Regions from separate parts of the Podarcis muralis genome. Here region 2 is linked to region 1. The links are chromatin contacts, called in public Hi-C maps. All regions are on one chromosome and are shown on one strand. The core of a region is the stretch at or near the end of the contact, and the rest is flanking DNA. Distances in the headings are between cores, read along the strand shown.

Evidence for each region. A called contact is a pair of places that touch in the nucleus more often than the background predicts.
Region 2: a Hi-C map of blood shows a contact between it and region 1, with 4 times the contacts expected there. The contact joins the promoter of C1H14orf39 here to the promoter of PCNX4 in region 1. A contact is called at or near these places in 2 of 3 Hi-C or Micro-C datasets (blood and tail).

What each region holds. Positions count from the first base shown.
Region 1 is chr1:8,903,090-8,907,440 of rPodMur119.hap1.1, forward strand. It overlaps PCNX4 (pecanex 4), which reads left to right and starts at 1,467. Exons shown (of 12, transcript XM_028737737.2): 1 at 1,467-1,574; 2 at 3,152-3,231.
Region 2 is chr1:9,081,194-9,085,434 of rPodMur119.hap1.1, forward strand. It overlaps C1H14orf39 (chromosome 1 C14orf39 homolog), which reads right to left and starts at 1,823. Exons shown (of 22, transcript XM_077921733.1): 1 at 1,404-1,823.

The DNA of each region.
Region 1 (4,351 bases), core at 217-2,716:
GTGTTGTAAACTGCCCTGTGGTCTTCTGACAAAGGGCAGTAAATAAATTTAATAAATAGTAATAATAATAGTGTAAAGCAGTGAACTTCAGCTGAGGGGCCAGGACCCACTACTTGGGTCGTGGGGTGATCTAAAATGGGTCACAAGAGTAGCACTGCCAACATATATAAATATAAATTTATAAATTAAAAATAAAATTAGAAATTGTGGTGTTTTTATATGCGCTGGAAGCCACCCAGAGTGGCTAGGGAGATCTATTTTCCAGGGACGTCCCCGATTTACAGGTTTCTGATTTCATCCTGGAATGTCCTGCTTTTCCTTAGGACAGCCCTATTTTCATCGGAGAAATGTTGGAGGGTACGGAGTTATCTGACCCTTGAGGCATCTGAAGGCAATCCTATATTGGGAATATTTTTTTAAATGTTTACTTTTTTATTATGTTTTTATATATGTTGGAAGCTGCCCAGAGTGCTTGGGGCAGCCCAGTAAGATGTGTGTGTGTATGTATAAATCATCATCATCATCTTAAAAATATAAAGAGGTATAGAAATGAAATGAATAATAATAATGGAATGGGACGTCCCTATTTTCATTGGATAAATGCTGGAGGGTACAGATCCAGCCAGATGGGCAGGGTAATAATAATAATAAATTTCCCCCCTGAAAATATAAAGCGGTATAGAAATAATAATAATAATAATAATAATAATAATAATAATAATAATAATAATAATAGATTTTTGTCTTTAAAGTATAAAGCGGTATAGAAATGAAATGAATAATAATAATGGAATGGGACGTCCCTATTTTCATCAGAGAAATACTGGAGGGTATGGACCCAGCCAGACGGGCGGGATAATAACAATAATAATAATAACAATAATAATAATATATTTCCCTCCCTTAAAATATAAAGCTGTATAGAAATAAAATGAAAAATTATTATGGAATGGGACGTCCCTATTTTCATCGGAGAAATGCTGGAGGGTACAGATCCAGCCAGATGGGCGAGGTAATAATAATAATAAGAGATTTCCCTCCCTGAAAATATAAAGCGGTATAGAAATAATAATAATAATAATAATTAGATTTTTGTCTTTAAAGTATAAAGCGGTATAGAAATGAAATGAATAATAACAATGGAATGGGACGTCCCTATTTTCATCGGAGAAATGCTGGAGGGTATGGACCCAGCCAGATGGGCGGGGTAATAATAATAATAATAATGATAATGATAATAATAATAATAATAATAATAATATTTCCCTCCTTTAAAATATAAAGCTGTATAGAAATAAAATGAAAAATTATTATGGAATGGGACGTCCCTATTTTCATTGGATAAATGCTGGAGGGTATAGATCCAGCCAGATGGGCGGGGTAATAATAATAATAATAATAATAATAATAAATTTCCCGCCTTGAAAATATAAAGCGGTATAATAATAATAATAATAATAATAATAATAATAATAATAATAATAATAATGGGGTTTTGCCAGCTGCCCGCCCTTCTTCTGCCGGAGCCTCTTCGTCTCCCTCTGCACCCACCGCGCACTTTTGCGATTCGCCAGGTGAGAGAGCCTGCTGTTAATAAAGCAGCCCCTTTTTTTCTTTTCTTTTCCTTTCTTTTCTTCCCCCCTTTTTGATTCCCCCTGGAAGGGAGAGAGGAGGGGAGGGAAGGGGAGGCGCCACGGCGGCCGGCCATCGCCGCCGAAGAAGAAGCCATTTCCCAGCCCCGCATCCTCCTCAGGAGCCCAGGAAGGAGCAGAATTCAGAGAGGGAGAAATAAATAAATAAATAAAAGCAGAGAGAGAAATAGAAATATCTTTTCCTCCCCCCCCCCCCAGGCTCCCGGAGAAGGGCGGGCTCCCTCGGCTGGGTGAGTGGGCGATGGATCGATATCTCTTGATCGATATCGGGGGGGAAGAGGAGGAGGTGCGGGTCCCCGCGGGATCGGCGACGGCCGCTCCCTACCCTCCGAGGAGACCTCTGTTGCGCGCTCTCCTTCCTCCGCTTTGCCGGGGCCAAAATGGCGGCGGCGGCCCTGAGGAGAAAAAGGCGCGAAGAAGGGAAGGGAGGAGGAGCGGCGGCTCCTCCGCAGGCTCCCTTCTTCTTCGCCTTCCTGTCAGGTTTCCGGCCTTTGGGGCTCCTTCTCGGCCCCACCCGGCTAAGCATGAAAGGCTTTTGCCGTAATAATAAACGTTTTTTAAACTGGCCACGGGACTCGCTATGTGGTTGTATTTTCGCCCTCTCTCGGCCTCTGCTCCCCCCCGAAAAGCGGCTGGTTTGGGGTTTTCCGGGCGGGGAGAGGAAGGAAGGCGCTTGCTGCTGCTGCCGGCCAGGGTCTGGCTCTTGCTCAGCCCCTGCCTTGCCTCGGCGTGTTGCTGCCAGCCAGGGTCAGGCTCCTGCTCAGCCCCTTGCTTTGCTTTTGTATGTGGCTCCTGGGTGGTGGCTGCCGGCCAGGGTTTCACTCTTCTTCAGCCCTTGCTTTGCCATGCAGCTCCTGGGCTGCTGCTGCCAGCCAGAGTCTGGCTCAAGCACCCCTTTGCCTTGCTTCGGTACGTAGCTCCCAGGCAGCTGCTTGCTGGGGTTGCTGCCAGCCAGGGTCTGGCTCCTGCTCAGCCCCTTTGCCTTTATTTGGTATGTGGCTCCTAGGCGGTTGCCAGACAGAGTCTGGCTCTGGCTCAGCTCCTGCCTTTGCTATGCAGCTGTGAGCCAGTGTCCAGCTCTTGCTCAACCCCCTTTTTTTTGTATGTGGCTCTTGGTCTGCTGCTGCCAGCCAGGGTCAGACTCTTTCTCAGCCTCTTGCCTTTGCTGTGCAGCTCCTGGGCTGTTGCTGCTGCCAGCCAGGGTCAGGGCTCTTGCTCAGCCTCTTGCCTTTGCTGTGCAGCTCCTGGGCTGTTGCTGCTGCCAGCCTGGGTTGGGCCCTTGCTCAGCCCCTTTGACTTGCTTTGTCATGAGGCTCCTGGCCTTCCTATGACAACTTGACCCTTTCGCTATAGAAACCATCAAAAGGTAGAGTTGTGGGTGTGTATTGTGCCTATTCTGTGTTTGTTAGTTCCTCTGCAGTTGCCAAGTGATGGTGGGTGAGGGAGAACGGATCTCATTAATTGCTCTGCTTTATAACTTGTTTTCTTCTTTTTTTAAGGCTACGGATTCTCTTTAAAGGGTTGTTTCATCCAGCAAGCCTGCCGTTCTTTTCAGCCTCTGAAATGTAACCTTCCCCAGGTATGTTGGTTTCTGCTGTGGAGTTGACCTCTGTTTGGTCACAAGCGGCGTCCATGTCTCTTGAGAGGCTCAGCCTCAACTTGCTGGTTAGGGTTGCCAACTCTTAATTGGCCATTGCACCCTGTGCTTTTTAACACCAGCTTGTTGCGCAAGAGATGGGGGTGAGCGAATAGCAAAACATTCTGTATTTGCAGATTTCTGCAAATCAGGCTGCTGAAACAGGCACAGAAGTAGGCCGCATTAAAAAAAAAAAATCCTGATAAGTTGGCAGTCGTACTGTGGTGCAGTGGGTAAAGTGTTTGATTCTGAATCCCCGTGAATTTGAATCCCCTTTAAAGCCACTCTAATTTTTTTGATGAATTGGCATAAACTGCCCCCCTCCGTCCCCAAATGACACCTGAGTTGCAAGAAGCCTCTTTGCTTGAAAATTGGCTTTAGTTTTTCATACTTGAAGTTTATATTTTATATGTGTGATTCCCACATGTGCCTTTCTGCGTGTCTCAGTGTACACTTAGTTAGGCTTACATTCTAGTTTATAAAGAACTGAAAGCTGATGTTTTAACATTTAATTGATAAGTACACCTACATTCTAGCTTATAAACAGTCACTTAACCTCAACTGAACCTGAGCTTGAATTAAAAGCTAGGTTTCCACTTTTGGTTCATAATCTGGCTTCTTCCAATATCTGGGTTTGCACCTTTTGGTACAGAACAATTGTGTGTGTGGACACACACTCTTGTGCAGTTATTAATGTATTGGGAGCAATTAAATCACTGACTGGTTCTCCAGTATTTGCAGCGGGGCTAGTGTGCGGTGCGATGGGGTCTAGCTTCCACTGTGCAGCAAACTTCATTATACCTGCCTCTTCCACACATGGAACCTCGGTTGTTGAACGCTTCAGAAGTAGAACATTTCGGCTTTTGAACTCCAACAACACAGAAGTGAATGCTTCCTTATTCGAACACGTCTCAGAAGTCAAATGGCTTCCGAGGCGCGTTTCTCCATTTTTTCAGTGGATTTTGCCGACTGCCCATTGCGCCTCGGTTGTCAAACGTTTCGGAAGTTGAATGGTTTTCTGGAACATATTACGTTCGTCAACCAAGGTTCCACTGTTTTAGCA
Region 2 (4,241 bases), core at 573-3,072, 180 kb after region 1:
CACAGGGAGGCTGAGAGTCAACCTCTTAAAACGCTGTTCAGCAGAATGCAAAATGGCGCCGCCCTGGGGGGAAAAGCGCGGGAAAAGCTGAGGAGGCGGAGGAAAGACGCGCGTTTCTGAGGCGCTTCTCGCGGTGCTTTAACCGCCGTTTGGCTGCGGTGATCCGCCTCAGGCGCTCGGCAGCCTGTTTCCCGCCTTTATTTTAAGCCCTAACGGCAGCGGGGCGGGCGGGGGAGGGGAGCTGCGCCGCCTGAGGAGATTCGTTTGGCGGGAAGCCCTGAGGGGGTTGGCTGAGCCCGCTGCGTCCAAAAGAAGGCTTTGCTCCCTAGTCAGTTCCTCTGGGCGCAGTGGGGCTTTACTTCCGAGTAGACATGGGTTAGGGTTGCGCGCCCTTCCTCCGGGGATTTATAACATTCTACGGCAGTTAAAATGTGGGGGTTTGGGGGGGAGGTGTAATTGATTTGCTTTTCGTTTTGCTATATATAATGTATATAATAAAGTTCTCATTTTGCATTATTCTGTTGTGAAGCTCCCTGGGCTCTTTGGATAAAGGGTGGTATACAAATTTAATTGGCGGTGACGATAAATATATAAAAATAACGACGACTGTATTCTTCTCCAAGCATAATATTTCAAAAAGTGAAAATCCAGATACAAAAGTGAGTCTTCCAGGAAATTCTGGACATATGGCAACCCCATGACCAAGCACCTTTGGGTGAAGGGCTGTATACAAATTTAATAAAATTATTAGAATTATAATCAACTAAAAATTAGCAACAAGAGTATTCTTCTCCAAGCACATTTGGATGGAGGGCAGTATACAAATTTAATTAATAATAATAATAATAATAATAATAATAATAATAATAATAATTACTATTAATAATTACTATTAATAATTACTATTAATAATTACTATTATTACTATTACTATTATTATCTATATTAATAACCATAATCTTCTCCAAGCACCTTTGGGCAGTTCCCCTGTCATGTCTCAGATTGCACGTCTGCTTGATTCCCTGCACAACCCCACAAGAAGAGTGCAATCGTAAACCATATTTGCTCGGGATTAAATAAATGCGCACATATTTTTTTAAAAAAGATTGAAGTATTAAAGAGTACTACTACCAGCCATTTAAGTGTGTGGTTCTTGGCTGAAATGGTTCCAGCTGAAAAAAGCCCTGTATACAGTCAATATTAACAGCTATGATCCTGGAGGAAGAAGTATCCAGTTTTCCAAAGTACATAATACTGTGGTTTGACTACTGGGAAAATGCAATATCATACTGCACCAAAATTGGGAAATTAAAGGTGGTCATGAGAATAGCCCCAAAGTATTGAATACCTGACTGAAATCAGTGGGAACAGATCTCTTTGTTTTTTTTAATGAATCAACTCACTTTCTCTTCCTTTCTCTTTCCCCAAATACTCTTGAAGAAAAGCAATGAAGATGCTCCATCTACTGGAGAATTGATGCAGCATATCCCCAGACAATTTCAGACAGCTGCCACATATGTGCTGATGACAACACATCCACAGATGACAGCTTTGGTGAATTGAAGTTCAGTGTGGGAAAACAAATCACAGTGGCCAAGCTAGCCAAAAGACACTTGGAAGCCCCACAAGCAGGACACAGGGGCAATGACTATTTCTCACCCTTATCCAGCAATTGGTATCTAGAGGCTTGTTGCCTCTAAACCTGGAGGCTGGTACCCACTGGCAGCTACTGGTAGGCAGAGTCAGGGACCACAGTAGGTAGAGTCAATTGTTGTTTACACGTTTAGTCGTGTCTGACTCTTTGTGACCCCATGGACCAGAGCACACCAGGCACTCCTGTCTTCCACTGCCTCCCACAGTTTGGTCAAACTCATGCTGGTAGCTTCAAGATCACTATCCAACCATCTCGTCCTCTGTCGTCCCCTTCTCCTTGTGCCCTCCATCTTTCCCAACGTCAGGGTCTTTTCCAGGGAGTCTTCTCTTCTCATGAGGTGGCCAAAGTATTGGAGACTCAGCTTCAGGATCTTTCCTTCCAGTGAGCACTCAGGGCTGATTTCCTTCAAAATGGATAGGTTTGATCTTCTTGCAATCCCATGGAGAGTCCCAGGGACTCTCCAGAGTCTCCTCCAGCACCATAATTCAAAAGCATCAATTCTTCGGCGATCAGCCTTCTTTATGGTCCAGTGGAGTCAATTAATTGTGATCTTCTCCCCACCCAACTCCCTTGCAAAGACACAAAGGACTGAATACAAAGCTGCAGCCCTATGCATGTTTATATCATAGAAGTGTAGAGTTGGAAGGGACGCTGAGGCGCATCTAGTCCTACGTCCTGCAATGCAGGAATCCCGACTAGAGCATCAGATGTTGTTTCAGGGGAGTGCAGCCAGTTTGGTCACACTGGGCATAGAGCCTTGGGGGTGCTGCTGGGGACGCCACAACTATGATTTACAATGGAGCATGAGAGGTGTAAGAGAGCCGAATTTTAGTGTCATACAGGGCACCAGTGAAATTTGGGGTCCCAAGATCTGCCACTGAAAGCATCCATGACAGATGGCCATCCAACATCTGCTTAAAAGCTTCCAATGAAGGAGAGTCCGCCACCTTCTAAGGCAGTGGTGTCCAAACTTTTTTCAAAGAGGGCTAGATTTGATGAAGTGAAGCGCCGTGTTGTTGACCTTTTTTTATAGGATTGAAGAGTTGTTGTGCTTTTTTTAGGGTTGGAGTTGAGCTTCTTTTAGGATTGAACTAGTTGAGGGGTTTTTTAGGATTTTACCCCAGGAAATAAACTGCCATGGGGACTGGATTAAACCAACCGGCAGGCCGGATTAGGCCCCTGAAACGGACTTTGGACATGCCTGTTCTAAGGGAGTCTGGTCCACTGTCGAACATCTCTTACCATCAGAAAGTTCTTCTTGTTTAGTTGGAATCTCCTTTCTTGTAACTTGAATCTATTTGTAGTGAATGGTAGTAAACCTCATTGAACTCAGTAGGATGTACTTCTAAATAGATCACAGCACCTCAAGGCATTTTATTGACCCAAGGGCTGTTGTACCACATTCTTTGCCAGACATGGAAGCAACTGCTGGGTCATGTGTGAGCCGTGCAGCACTTTAAAATTGAGTCCAGTTGTTACTGTCATAATTCTATCCCCAAAGTATTCTGTGTCATTATAAGGGATCCCAGGATCCACCCCTTAGATTCCATGCAGCTTCACCGCAACACATACATTTTCCTGCCCCAAGCAACCTCATGAGTTGCTTGCCCAATTGAACTGGCAGAGAGAACAAACAGGAAGAGCATCATGGGTGCACATGTTTGGAGAAGCAGATTGTTTAATGAGAAAGAGGGAAGTAAAATGTGGTAGTCTAAAGCTGATGGTCAGGCAGGAGATGAAGGAAAGATGCAGCAACTGGAGGAGGAGAAGGAGAAAGCACACTGGAAGTGAGATATGGGCAGATGCAATGAATTAATTCTGCTCAAAATGTAGCCTATTGTCAGTCACAGACAGGATATGTTGCCTGGGGAAATGAAAACTCACGCATCAAGAAATGCAGGAGCAGCATGGAGGAAGCACTGACTAAACTGACCTTAGGTTGAAAACACAAAGAGACAGAAAATGAATCAGACCAACATAATTGCATAAAAAGAGAGGTTTATTTATAATATATACAGTATGTTTTAATACACAGTTGCTCAAATTTGGCATTGAAAAACACCACTGAATATACTGTTATATAGGCATCAGCCTCTTCATCTGTGCTACGATCTCTTCGTTTTATTCTGATTTGCTTATGGCATCGTTGTCTGTTTACAGTATTCTGTCACCACCTCACCACCCTCCCTGCTGCAGTTTAAGGCACTTGTTAATGTCTTTCTGTCACCAAGCTTCTTGTTTCATGAATGTCTCACAAATGAATCATGCATATCCAGCCTGAGGCTGCAATCCACACACTTCCCTAGGAGTAAACCCCATTGTAGTGGGACTTACTCCGGAGTATACATGAATAGGCTTACATTGCAGAACTCCTTTTGCTGCTCTCATCCATACTCGATCAGAGGAAACAGGTGTACATTTCTTAACTGTCCCTAAGCCAGGCATGTCCAAAGTACGTTTCGGGGGCCTAATCCGCCAGTTGGTTTAATCCGGCCCCTGTGGCAGTTTATTTCCTGGGGTAAAATCATAAAAAAAGCTCAACAACTTCATAGAAACATCGCCACCTGTACCCGCCCCACTCACCTTT